Linked DNA regions of Mus musculus: regions 2 and 3 are each linked to region 1. The links are chromatin contacts, called in public promoter capture Hi-C maps. All regions are on one chromosome and are shown on one strand. The core of a region is the stretch at or near the end of the contact, and the rest is flanking DNA. Distances in the headings are between cores, read along the strand shown.

Region 1 (4,428 bases), core at 1,305-3,804:
AGCCTGGTCTACAAAGTGAGTTCCAGACAGCCAGGGCTATACAGAGAAACCCTGTCTCATAAAACAAAACAAATAAAAACAACAACAAAAAAACCAAAAAACAAAACCAAAAAAAAAAACCCACAAACAAACAAACAAAAGAAACCCTGACTAAGACAAACACAATGAAGCATGGCATAGAGATCACCTCCAAGCTTCAGCCGGAGCTGAAGGTCCTTTAGCTCTATTCAAAAAGAAACTGGCTTGAGCCAGTAACTCTAAATGCAGTGCCAGGACCCTCCTAAGAGCAGCTTGTAAAAGCTAGAAAGATGGCTCAATAGTTAAGAGCACTGGCTGCTTGCTCTTCCAGAGGTCCTGAGTTCAATTCCCAGCAACCACATGGACATTCACAACTATCTGTAATGGGATCTGATGCCCTCTTCTGGTGTGCCTGAAGACAGCTACAGTGTACTCATAAATGAAATAAATAAATCTTTTAAGTGCCAGGGGCCTAGTTTCCAGCCTCTAGTTAAAGCTCAAAAAATGGACACATCAGTACCCTCAATGTCACAGCTCAGCAGCCAGAGCTAGCAATTGAGTGCCCTCCTTTTTATGAGCAGGAAGGTGGACTTCCAGGCTCACCTCTCAGCTCTCTGACTCCCAGATTTCTGCAGTCTAGCTGCTACAGTGTAGCCACCTGCTAAGCTGCTTCTGGGCTGCCAGCTCCAAGCTTTAGGCTGGCTCCTCTTAAGTTGTGGCCGAAGTAAGGCCCATTGGAGCAGCTGCCAGTGGTTCTCTCTATCAGACAGGAGTCTCCTTGGCAGCTCTGGGATTTGTGGGTTTTTTTTTTCCATTAAAAAAAAAACAATAATAGCAAAACTATGTTGTTAATGCCCGCTTTAGTACCTTTGAAGAGAGGGGCTGTTTGCTCCTTGGGTACCATGGGGAATCTAGGGTTATTGTTGCCTCCTGCTGGGGAGGTTTTGGTTTTCCCTCAGAAGTCTATTTAGAGACAGAAGACTGTCAATTTCCTTCTTTCTTTCTTTCTTTCTTTCTTTCTTTCTTTCTTTCTTTCAAGATTTATTTATTTATTTCCTGTATGTAAGTGTACTGTCACTGACACACCAGAAGAGGGCATCAGATCTCATTACAGATGGTTGTGAGCCACCATGTGGTTGCTGGGAATTGAACTCAGGACCTCTGGAAGAACAGTCAGTGCTCTTAACCACTGAGCCATAACTCCAGCCCAATACTATCAATTTCATGTTCCGGGCTTATAGTAAGAACTCTGAATCCAGGATAATTCTACAACCAAGCGACTCAGAAGGAAATACCGCCAAATGGAATTAGGCTAGTGGTTCCGCCTTTTAGGATAAAGGATATGGCACATTGTAGAGATGTCAGGGATTAAAAAAAAAAAAAAAACTAAATACTACAGGGCACCCCACATAAAATACCTTAATTATTACACATCTTACATCTGAGAGCCCTAACACCATCACCATCTGAATATTCTCATGTTTGGATATGGGCAGTCCTGCCCTACCCACCCTTAAGAAACTAAAGGGCAGACACTGAGTCTTTTTGTTTGTTTGTTTGTTTGTTTGGGGAGGGTTTCAAGGCAGGCTGTCCTGGAACTCACTCTGTAGACCAGGCTGGCCTCAAACTCAGAAATCCGCCTACTTTTGCCTCCCAAGTGCTGGGATTAAAGGCGTGCGCCACCACTGCCCAGTTTTGAGTTGGTTATTTATTTATTTAGCCATTGTGGGATTTCAGAATCATTTTTATTTGCATTTCCATGATGACTAAGGATTTTCAACATTTCTTTTAGATTTATTTGGGAATACTTCTGCTGCCTGGAGATGAGCTAACTTGAAGCCCAAGGATAGTAAGTACCATGGCTAGAAAATTCTCAAAGACTGAGGTAAGGCTGGGAGCTCCACCTTACCCCTGAGATGCTAGCTGCAGGAAAGAAGCAAGCTTTACTGGTACCTCTGCTGTGAACCCTGACCATGATGAGTCACCCGTGTGCCTACTCATATTGCCGTGCCTAACATTTCTGCTGGTTTATTTTTGTTTGTTCATGCTCTGTAGCCCAGGTTGACTCCAAACTCATTTTATGTATATGAGTACACTGTAGCTCTCAGACACACCAGAAGAGGGCAATCAGATCCCTTTACAGATGGTTGTGAGCCACCATGTGGTTGCTGGGACTTGAACTCAGGACCTCTGGAAGAGCAGTCTGTGCTCCTAACCACTGAGCCATCTCTCCAGCCCCCAGACAATGAATGAGTCTTAAGGGCTGCAGACAGGCATGAGCAAACATCGTTTTCAAACAGCTGTGTAAACGGCTTCTGGACAACTGCAGCGGGCTTCAAACGATGCCTGCGTCACGGAGTGACCCTGCATTCTGGGAAGTCACCGAGCCGACCATCCGCTCGCTCATCTTGGCGGGACTGGAGCTCCGCACAGGGACCGTCCGCTTCGCGCGCGCCTGCGCACTCCGTTCGCGGGCCGCGCGAAGAGTCTCGCGATACTTAGGCGTGCCTGCGCCTGCGCAGGCGGCGCTCACATTCCGGGGCTGTGGCGGCTTCTTCCTCCCGCGTCCGGGGCCCCGCGGTGAGGGCTCCAGGGAGTCGGGCGCTGGCGTGGCCTTCGCCGCCGCCGCCGCCGGCCCTCTGCCGTGACTGGACAGGGCCGCCCGGAGCGGGCGCGGCCGGAGTGAACGGAACGGGCGGGAGCTTTCCTGCCTATGGGCGGCCCCTGGGCGCTCTGAGGGCCGGGCTCCGAGCGGCCGAGGTAGGGCGCGGGGCGGCGGCTGGCGCGGGGCCCGGCGAGCGGGATGCGGGATGCGGCGGCGAGCGCGGGCGCCTCCTTCCTCCGGGGCGGCCTCCTTCCCCGCGGTACTTCCGCCCGGGCGCCCGCCGGCCTCGCGGCAAGCGGAAGTCACGGCGCGGGCCGCGCAGCCAGGGCTGCAGGGTGGGCGCGGGGCCGCAGTCTCGCCCTGGAGCTGCGGTCGTCCCCGCATCCCGAGAGCGCGGCGGGGAACGCCTCGGGGTCCCGTTAGGATGCTGACTTGGGGAAGCGCCGTGGGGCACGGCTAAGGAGCGCAGAGAAGACAAAGGAGACCGTTATTTATGTTGTGTAAACTTCTCGGGAGGCGGGAGCGGAGCAGCATCCTCAGTGGTTGACACGGCCTCCCACACTTGTTTAGAATTATAAAATCATATGTGATTATATACAGTAGTTAGCTAGATAGTAACAAAACACCGAGGGTTGTGGGATATTTGATCCTTGGAGGAGAACGGCGTGTGGGCCTTTGAAGCTTTGCTATATTTACAAAGCTTAAAGGTGCCTTGTGAATTTACTAAAAATAGTTTTTTTGGGAGCAATGTCTGCCACATTCAAGGTAAAAAAAAAAAAAGAAAGAAATGTGATTGTTTCATTGGAAGACGGCAGGATTAAACACCCACAGTAAAACTTAAGGGAAAGCAGGTCGCAGCAGACCTTCAAAACTACTAATTTAGTCACAGTGAAACTCCTCGCTGGCTTCCTTAAACTTACCGGTGCACCATTTTAAAAGATGCTTCTTCGTTTGTTTGATGTGTGCAAGGCATTGGGGTCCACCCCTAGTACCACAAACAAAACAAAACCAACTGTAGCCTTTGCTTTGCAACACGATTTGTTCTGTTAACTCCTAGCTTATGTTCCACCCACGTCTTAAGAGAAATTCCTCCGCCCACTTTTCTCAAATGTAACCTGCATCATTTTAGTGAACTTTGCATGGAAAGAATCCAAGAATAGCTGGGAAAAAAAGCAGTTAAGAGCGTGTACCAGGCTTGAAGAGAAGTAGGGTTTGGCTCCCTGCACTACGGTGCACTGGGAACCAAATGTAACTCCATGTGTTGCACCCCGGGGGGACTCACACTCATTTGTTCTCATGTAGACAAGCATAATTTAAAACATAAGGTAATAGCTGACCAAGCATGTTGGTTAACACCTTTACACCCATTACTTTCTTGGTGAGGCAGGAGGATTGTTATGAAGACAAACCTCAAAAATTAAAAATCCCCAAAAGCAAACCAAAGAATTATCAGCAGGTAGGTCTTAGAGTGGAAAGAGGTAGGCATTAATGCTAATGTGTTAGCCAAATGCTGAAATTTATCATGCATGTAAATATATGTGGTGGTTTTATACACAACGGACTTTATAGTGCCGAAATAGGTTGTAAGAATATTTTTTCTGGGCTGGAGAGATGGCTCAGTGGTTAAGAGCACTAGTCGGTCTTCCAGAGGTCCTGAGTTCAATTCCCAGAAATCACATTGTGGCTCACAACCATCTAAATAATGGGATCTGATGCCCTCTTTTATCATGCAGACATACATGCAAATGGAGTACGCATATGTATATAAGTAAGCTTTTTAAAAAGAATATTTTTTTCTATATCTG
Region 2 (4,407 bases), core at 1,714-4,213, 230 kb before region 1:
CATAAGTTCCAGGACTCTATTCTCTTAAACATGTGGGTGGGGCTGGGTGGTGGTAGCACACGCCTTTAATCCGAGCACTTGGGAGGCAGAGGCAGGCGGATTTCTGAATTCGAGGCCAGCCTGGTCTATAAAGTGAGTTCCAGGACAGCCAGGGCTATACAGAGAAACCGTGTCTGGGGGGGTGGGGGGGCGGGGAAACATGTGCATGGGAAAAAGAGTAGAGGAGATTGAGAAAGACTTGTGTGATGGGTTGGAGGGGCCAGCCACCTGAGTCAGAGTTCCTGAAGTTAGCAATGGCCAGGTCCTGAAGCAGTCACTTGGAAGACAGGAATTGGCAAGAGCATTTTTAGGGGGGGGGGGGTGGGCAGGGATGGGAAGGCCATGTGTGCGAATTTTTGGGGGGCCAAGAGCCATTTAGCTACACGTTTCTACTAGGCTCTACAAACTCCTCCCAGCCACATGTTTGTCTCTACCAGGTTCTACAGACTCCTCCCAGGAGCTTTAGCTTCCCAAGAGTCCTGAAACTACCTTGCTTGTGAGCTTGGCACCAAGGACTGTGAACACGACAGCCCTGGGTACATGTCCCAATCTGGTGACTTTTGAACCTGACTCTGCAGGGGCCCTTTCTTGTCTGAGGATACAGATCCCTTGCATCTCAGCTGTGAGAATATGAAATGGGCAGGGAGTCTGTTGGTCCGTGCTTCCTGGGCTGGCCTGGAACCCACTATGTAGGTAGGCCAAACTAGCCTCAAACCTGATTCTCCTGCCTTTCCTGTGCAGTGCTAGGATTACGTGCAAGCTCCAACACCAGGCATAAGCAGCACCCATCTTAGTAATTGCCAACAGGTGTCTTCAACCAGGCCTCCTTGCACATAGAACGTTTGCTAATGCTTCTATCCATTCAAAAGAAATAAGGTGCTCCAGGTATTTTCATTGGGTAGAAAAGAAGCCAGATGAAGACAAGGCAGGCAAGAGTGAGTAGGTGTCAAGTGGTGCTCCCTGAAATGCTCCACCAGCTGCTTGGACCAGACCCTTTAACCTCCTTTGGGCTAGGAGGCATCCAGGGAACTCATTGTCTAAGGGTAGGTTTACCTTAAAGCCTTCCTGTTGTTTCCCAAAAAGATTGTCAAAACTCCATTCCCTACCCAGCCCTATGGTGAGAGCCAGGGACCCAGATGGAGATGAGGTCCCTGCCAGCTTGGAGCTCATCTGGTAGGCAGAGAGGTTCGGGGACAGGAGCACTCAGTCTGTTCAGCATTGTGGACAGGGCTGAGACTGAAGGTAGAACACTAAGCAGCAGTCCCTTGGCTTCAAAAGTGTTGGGCTTGATCCTCTGTGGGACTGGCCATCTGTGCCCAGGCAGAGCCGAATCGACAGGATGGACAGGCCAGATGAACGTCTGTTGGGAGAGGACTTGTTGCAAGGTGCAGAGTTGATTGTTGCAGTTGCAAACATGCAGCCAATGTTAAAAGCTCTGCTTTGTGTGCTCTACTGGAGGTTGGGAGGGTCCCTGAAGGGTTAAGGGCCTGTCCCACCTTACACAAAAAGCACCCTAATATAACGTGGGTAAACCATTCTCTACTATTCCCATCCATGTGGATTAGGTGGTGGTAGGCTTACACACACACACACACACACCATGTGGGCATAGCTCAGCGGGACAGGGGCTTTTCTAGCATTTGAGAGAATCCTGGGGTTGATCCCCTGTATGATAAGGGAAAACCAAGTCAACTCAAAAAGGGGGGGGGGGGCAGGCTCCTGTTAGTTGCTAACATTACACAGGAGGATGTGACTACCAGAAAGAAGCAAGGGGCCCCAGCTGATTGTGGCTTGCCATTATTGAGTCTTAACTCTTGAGTCTCTGGAATCCTGGTGGCCAAATTAGAAATCAGACCAGTGTGTTGTGGAACAACTTTTGTTAGAGTCCTACCTTTGATGGCACCCATGGGTTGGTAGAGACAACTGTTATCTCCCTGAGAACCGGTTGTTCACACTCAAGGAAGGCACTAACCCCTAGGCGGTTGTGTGGAGTATGTATCCTTCTCTACCCCCAAAGCATGAGTTAGTTCATTGGACAGGCGTCCTAGATGTCACCTGTGCATTTGTCTTTACTAGAGCTACTGGGAAAGACAGTTTTCTCACTGGGAATGGCTGGCAGAGCTTAAATCCAGCTGTTGGAGACCACCCATACCTCCATTTGGGGGCAGCGTGCCTAATGCCAACGTTTGAAACGCCTGGAACCAACTGTGACATGAGTTCTGGGTTCACTGGCTTTATGTGCCCTTTCCCCTTGGCCTCCAGTTTAAGATCCTGGCTCTCAGAGCCATTACTGTTCCAGTTGACATGGTGGGAGGTGCTTCGGGGAGTTCACCCTTAATGCCACAGAGAAGTTGAAATAGAAACGGTAGAAAGGCAAGCACAACCAGTGTCAAATGAAGATGGAGCCAGCTATGAGCATGCCCGTGGAACCATAGCAGTTTAGTGCTCAGGTGGGTCTGTGATGCTTCTCAGTTGCAATGTTGGAATGCATACCTTCTGGAACAGTGGTTGGGGTCGTGAGTTGGGAGGAAGCCACACCGGGGTGCTGATTCCATCGAGTCCCTGCCCCCATTACCTGTGTTTGAATATGCCCAGGTTGAGCTGTGTGAGTCTCCGGGTTTGTTACCTCAGCTGCTCCGCTAAGCATCCGGCGTCTATGGCCGCAAAGCTGCCAGTGTGGCCTTCACCCCCAGCCCCTTTAGATAGCCTGTTGCCTGGGAGCTGTACGGAGTGTACTTTTTATTTTTTTGCGCTGGGATGCCCTTGGTATTGCGAGCCCACATCCTCTGCCGCGTCTGCGTGCGGCAGGTGGGTCCGGAGTCCCACCCACCCCTTCCCTCGCAGCAGCCTTGGCGGCGTGAGGGGGGGGGGGCTCTGTTGGCTGCGCGCGCGCGCACGCCAGGCTCAGCACGCGCCCGTGCGCGCGCCCCGCGCCTCCAGCCCAACGCTCCGAGCGGCTTTCGTTGCCACTGTCTGCTCCCCGGAGCCGCTGCCGGCTCCAAGCTTGGGTTCTGTCCGTTGGGCCGCTTGCCCCGAGGCAGGAAGACGAGTTCGAAGAGGATGCCTGGGCCCGTGAGTACCGCGACGGCTGCGGGCCGGGCGGGAACAGAGCGCGGGCGGAAGATGGTCTTCGGGCTGATGACCCTCCCTGCGGGTGGCTCAGAACCCTAGCCTGGTATCGCCACTCGGACCCCGACCGGGACAGCGGGCAGCCCCTCCCCCAGCCCACACCGGAGGGAAGGAAGGAGGGGAAAGTGAGCGAGGGAGCCGGAGCCGGGCGCGAGCGGCCACCAGTTCGCTTGGAAACCGTTGCCACAGCAACGGGGTTGCGCTCCCCGGCAACGCGACTGCGGGGTGGCGACGCCCCCTCCCCCACCACGGCCGGGGGCGCGGGAGGGGGGAAGGGGGTGCACTGTGGAGAGAGCATCGCTCTTCTGGCCAGTCTGGGTGTGCCTGCCTCAGCACGTCGAGGGTGGGGGTGAGGGAGAGCGGCTCCGTGGGCATGAGCCGGCTCCCACGTGGCTGCAGTCGTCGCAACAGGACTCCCAGGGTGGCTGCAAACGTGGAGGCGGCCCAGACCCTGGGCCTGCCACGGGAAAAAGGCCTGGAGGTTGGGTCTGGGGTCTCTGCCTGGTAACTACCATTGCTAGTATCACCACTAGGGTGGTCTCCCGTTCCCTTGAAACATGGCCTAACAGAAAATCGTATTCTCCGGAGGTGGTTTATTTGGTTTTTTAAACTAGAGAAGAGGAAAGAAGCTAGCAGCGTCTCTTCTCATGGCCAGTGCATGTGCCAAATCATGGGTTTGCGGTGGGCCTCTGTTTGATGTCCTAGCCACCATTCTCCAGGGAGGAGTAGAGACAGAGCAAAGGACACTGCTGACCCAGGAGAGCTGAATCCCAGGCCAGCTGGGAGCAACCCAGCTCATTGTCTGGACCACAGTGCCCCTTTCTTGTCTGCACAATGCCTTGACTGTGTGGGGTGGCATGGAGGATGGCCTGCAAAGAGGCCAGTGCCACATGGAGGTGCCCTGCCCAAGGGAGCTCCTCGGACGGCTGCTGAGTCAGAAGAAATGACCTCTGGCTCCCCTCCCAACCTCCCCTCATCAGACAGTGTGCTGGAGAGAGAAATGGCCCCCCTGCCAGCAGGACCTGACTCAGCAGATGCCGGCCCTGACCACAGGCTTCAGACCCAGCATCCCCAAAGCCACAACCAACCATCCCTAGCTTTCTCTTTCTATCCAGTGAAGTATCTGTGCCCAGGATCTGGGGCATTTGAGGCCTTGGCATAGGATGCCCTTAAATGGATGCTACCTGGGAAGGCAGGCAGGGAGACCTGGAGAATTAGTCACAGGTTCCTTTCATTCTC
Region 3 (4,509 bases), core at 184-2,683, 250 kb before region 1:
TTCACATTTCACAAAACAAACCCTTCTCTGTAAACCACAACACCTTCCATGGTCTAGCTGACACCCTTTTGTCACCATGGTTTGCTTTTGGCTCACCTCAGAACACAGGACTCTGGAAACATTTATGCTTTAGTCCTCGCCAAACTTAACTTTAGGCGTGGTGCCGCTTCTTGATTTGCTCAAAAGTCATAGCCTGTGACCACTCTGGTCCTTTAATGACATGGGGCGGGGGGGGGGGGGGCATGCGAGGCACCACAAAGCGTCCTCTCTAGTTCTTTGTTTTAGTAGCATTCATTCTAAAACCACCCATTAATGTGCTCACTTACAGGACAGCTACCACCTTTCTTCCCGCCTAGCACGTAAGCACTGAGAGTTTGGTTTTCTTGCTGTTACCACTATATCCGGCACCTGGCTGGGTGCCTGGGAAAAAAAAGCAGTGGCAGTATATATATATTTTTTTTCAAAAATGAATGAATATGGATCAAAAACATGTAGTTGAATCCGGTTGTTCCTTAATTCCCGAGTTTGGGCAAGCCTCCGTTTCCTGCTGTGCGAAAAGGGGTGGTGATGAGGAAGTGGGGGATTGAACTACACTGTGTTGATGAGATGCAAAATTCGGACCTGTCCCCCCACTCCCGGTCTCCGCGTGCAGCCAGCCACTCAACATCCAGCGCCTCAGGTCCCCACCTGTACAATGGGTGTGAACTCATCCTCAACGACTTGGGGTGGTTGCGCTGCCTTATAAGGCAGCAGAGGCCGAAGGCGCCGGACGGGTGGGAGGGGAGAAATCACAACATCCGGCTGCGGGGGCGGGGTACGGGGGTGCGGGGTGCGGCTGAATTGGAGGCAAGCGCTGCTGGGAAGGCAATAGCTTCCTTCGGTCCTCTGCTAGCTTTGGAAGCGCGCCCTTCTGAAGCAGCTGACCTAAGGGACGACGGCAGGACACCCATTCTAACCAAGCTACCTGATAGCCGGCAGGAGACACAGCGTGTCCCCAACAAAACCCTAGAAATCCCGTCGGCGCACCAGACACACAGCCACGCCCCCATCCTTTCACCCAATCAGATCGCAAAGCTGGATGGTCGACACGTCTTTAATCCAATCAGATGTTGGGTCTTCTGGGCGTGGTTCCCGAGAGGCCCCACCTCCGATTTCTCGGCAGAGGCTCGGCCCTAATTGGCAGCTCGGCATCCTACGAAGGCCTAGAAATTCGAACCTAGGGGCCGAATCCCGTCCGCAGTCCAACCAGAAATCGGCGACGCAACGGGGCCCTCCCCCTCTCCGCAGGGAGCGAGTTCCCGGCTCCGTGGGCGGGGCAAGAGAAAGAGGCTGACCAATAGTAGTCCGGCGCGGGGAGCGTCCGCTCGCCCATTGACTGAGCCAAGTAAACAGAGGGCGGGGCGGGGCGGGCGCCGGTGGACCGGGAGGGGCGCAGAGTACGCGGCGGGCGGCGGCGGCCCGGAGGCCGGTGGGGCCCGGAGGCCGCGGCGCGGTCAGTCGAGCCGAGCCGAGCCGAGCCGAGCCGAGCCGCGCCGATCGCCATCGGCTCCGGCTCTCGTGGGCGGTCCCGGCCGGCGGCGCGGCCTGGCGGGCCGGGCGGCGCTGCAGCCCATGGAGCTCGAGAACATCGTAGCGAACACGGTGCTACTCAAGGCCCGGGAAGGTGAGGCCAGGCAGGCGGGCGGCCAGGCCTGGGCGCGGGGATCGCGGGCGCGCGACCTCCGAGCTCCATGAGGCGTCCGGGCCCCAGTTATCCTCGTGCCCTGGAGTCTGCACCCGGACTCTTAAGCGCAGACATGAGCCCTTCCGGCCCTCCGCTTCTGCCCCCGGAACCCGGGGCCCAGGAGGGGCGGGGGTCGCGCCATGGGCCTCAAGTCGGGTTTGGGGGTGATGAAGAAGAAAGGGAAGGAAGGGAAAAGGTGGAACATGAGCCCCAGAGGAATGCGTGTGAGGCCTCTTCTACGTGAGAGGCAGGAAGGTGCCCCACGTGCCCCAGGCCCAGATGCCCTGAACGGCACAAAGTTGGTAATCGGTAAAGATTAGAGAATGAATGAGCCGAGCCTTTGTATAGACAACCCAACCGACAGGGGGAAACTTCTGGACACACACATTACATGCAGAACCACCACTCACCTGGAGCTTCTGGGCACTAAAAACGGGTGCATGGGTAACGTTTTTGGCATTTAGCAAGCCTTTGACCTACTAGGGCAGATGCACCGGGGAAATAAATGAGAGACGAGCATAACGGGCTATAAGGACTGTAGGGCTAAAAGCCAGTCTGGTCGACTTAGTGTGTGCGCGCACATGGATATGGTGCGGAGTTGCTCTTCCTTGGTTTCACTCCAGATGTTATTTGGCTCTATGGGTCCTAGATGACTAGAGCCAGACAAACGACATAGAGTGACATAATCATTAGATACCTGTAGTGCCCTACTCTGTCCAGGGTGCTGGTGGGCAAACACCAACAAGATTTTTCTTTTTGGAACTCCAGGGAGGGACACAGTGACAGCTTTCCACTTTCTGCTGGGTTTCCATGATGAAGGAACCTTCAGCTTCGCTGTTCTATATCAGTTTACAGGTGTGAAACTGAAGCTCAGATCAGAGATTGTAATTGACCTAGGGTCAGGCAGATACCCAGTAGAGTCTATAGGTAGCTCAGACAAGTCCCCAGTGTGCCGCAGTCCCTGATGTCCTCTGCCTACTTGGTGCATGTCACACCCAGAGAGGTGTTACCTGGAAATGGGATGGGCAGGTTGGATCCCTAGTGCCCAAGGGAGGCAATCTTATCTCCTGTCCCTTATCAAGCTCAGGGGCTGGGCCTTCCTCTCAGCCTCTGGGGGCATCTGCTGATTCTGTTCTGCCTCGTCATGCAGCCAGCCAGGGAGGAGGGATAAGGAGAGCCAAGGCCAGGCTTCACTTCCTAGGGCTAGCCAATTTGGGGCTCAGCTCTGCTGAGGGTATTGCCTTGTTGGGCGAGATCCTGTGGGCACCTTTGCATAGGTGAGCCGGCATTACTGGATCTTGGCCCAGGATATCATGGCCAAAATGAGGACTAGTGCCTCCTCTAGAGGTCCTGTGTCCTGGACTTGCTGTGACAGCACTGTACACACCTGCATGGCCTTTAACCTGCTTTCTGTCCCTCAACATTATCGTTTCCTTATTTTACATGTAAATTTTAAGGAAAGCCTCATTGCCCCGAAATCTTCTATACCTAGGGACTGCTTGTGTGAGAATCAGTGCACAAAACAGCTAGCAGCTTGAGGCCAGCTTTCCAAGTGACCAGAGACCCTCACAGCAGTTGGGAAACCTGTGGTATATGCATACAGTTGGCTTTATTTTGTAGGTTCTGTTTTTGAGATGGTCTCACTATATGTATAGTTTTGGCTTACTTAGACCTTGCTATGTAGATCAGGCTGGCCTTGAACTCAGAGATCTACCTTTGCCTCCCAGGTGCTGGGATACAGCTCAGTTGGCTTTTAATAGACGCTAGTCTTGTAAGGAACTTGGATTTGAGAGCTGGGCTTGAATTCTCTTCTACTGTTACCCTCAGCCTCAGAATCCACTGCCCAGAGCCTAACTTGTATGTCATCTGGCACTAGGTGGGATGATCTTTGGGGTGCGTACCCTCACTTGGATTTCTTCCTTTCCCCAGTGCCAGAGGCCTACAGGAGGAGGGCAGAGTAGGGTGGAGAGGAGCCCCACAGATCGGCAGCTGGTTCTAGGACAGGATATTTGCATGTGACTTTTTGCTCTTGTCTTGATACAGCTGGGAGGATGGGGAGGAGGAAGTGGGGGGGGGGGTGAGGCAAGAAAATGTAGGGCTGGGTGGGGAACCTGGGGTGGAGGGAGAGTGGGAGGGAGCTCCCTCTGGGGAGGCTTGCCCATGGTTAAGGAGTTGGAGGTTTCTTGCTCACTTGCAGTGAGGCAATGGCTGTGGGGCACATGGGGTACAGGCTGTAGCTGGGCCACCAGAGAGGGTTTCTCAAGGGGACGCTGTAGCACTTCCTCTTTCCTCGTGGAGCCCAATTAGGGACCCAGCTGTGACCTCTTCCCAGAAGGCAGCTCCTCCCCCTCCATCACTTGCACTGGATCAGATAGAGGCAGTGCTGGGGAAACTGAGGCCTGGCTACGGAACTTGGTTGCCCTAGGTTGTCAGTAAATTGGAGCTAGGTCTTACTTCTCTATATAGTCCTAATGGGAGCTGGACACAGTTGCTCCCACTCATCCTACTGTGCAGTGATGACCGGAAGTGTACCCTGGAGATTCAGGTCCAGGAGGCTGCACGGCCCAGGTTCCTCCCGTCATTCTGATGTCCCCATGTGCTGTCCCAAAGACACTTGTGGGTCCCATTCTGACGTGCTCTGTTTGTCTGCAATGTGGGTTTTTTTGTTCACTTGGTTCTTTGAGACTGTGCCTAGTTTTCAAATTTCTAGTCTAGTTTGCCTGTCTCTCACTACTTCCGCAGGTGGGGGTGGGAACTCCTGAAGCACACATTTAGCCTACCTGTCA

The links. Capture Hi-C pulls out chosen DNA fragments and counts their contacts.
Region 2: a contact with region 1 is called in a promoter capture Hi-C map of pancreatic islet. The contact joins the promoter of Prr7 here to the promoter of B230219D22Rik in region 1. A contact is called at or near these places in 2 of 115 datasets of contacts at active chromatin or transcription factors (extraembryonic endoderm stem cells and microglia) and 2 of 9 other capture datasets (adipose tissue and pancreatic islet).
Region 3: a contact with region 1 is called in a promoter capture Hi-C map of liver. The contact joins the promoter of Grk6 here to the promoter of B230219D22Rik in region 1. A contact is called at or near these places in 3 of 39 promoter capture datasets (the C10 cell line, cranial neural crest and fetal liver), 1 of 484 Hi-C or Micro-C datasets (embryonic stem cells), 1 of 115 datasets of contacts at active chromatin or transcription factors (thymic regulatory T cells) and 2 of 9 other capture datasets (adipose tissue and liver).

Annotation. Positions count from the first base shown.
Region 1 is chr13:55,690,570-55,694,997 of GRCm38.p6, forward strand. It overlaps B230219D22Rik (RIKEN cDNA B230219D22 gene), which reads left to right and starts at 2,555. Exons shown (of 2, transcript NM_181278.2): 1 at 2,555-2,778.
Region 2 is chr13:55,461,304-55,465,710 of GRCm38.p6, forward strand. It overlaps Prr7 (proline rich 7 (synaptic)), which reads left to right and starts at 2,964. Exons shown (of 3, transcript NM_001030296.4): 1 at 2,964-3,111.
Region 3 is chr13:55,443,898-55,448,406 of GRCm38.p6, forward strand. Grk6 (G protein-coupled receptor kinase 6) reads left to right here and starts at 1,434. Exons shown (of 16, transcript NM_001112711.2): 1 at 1,434-1,663. The coding sequence starts at 1,612.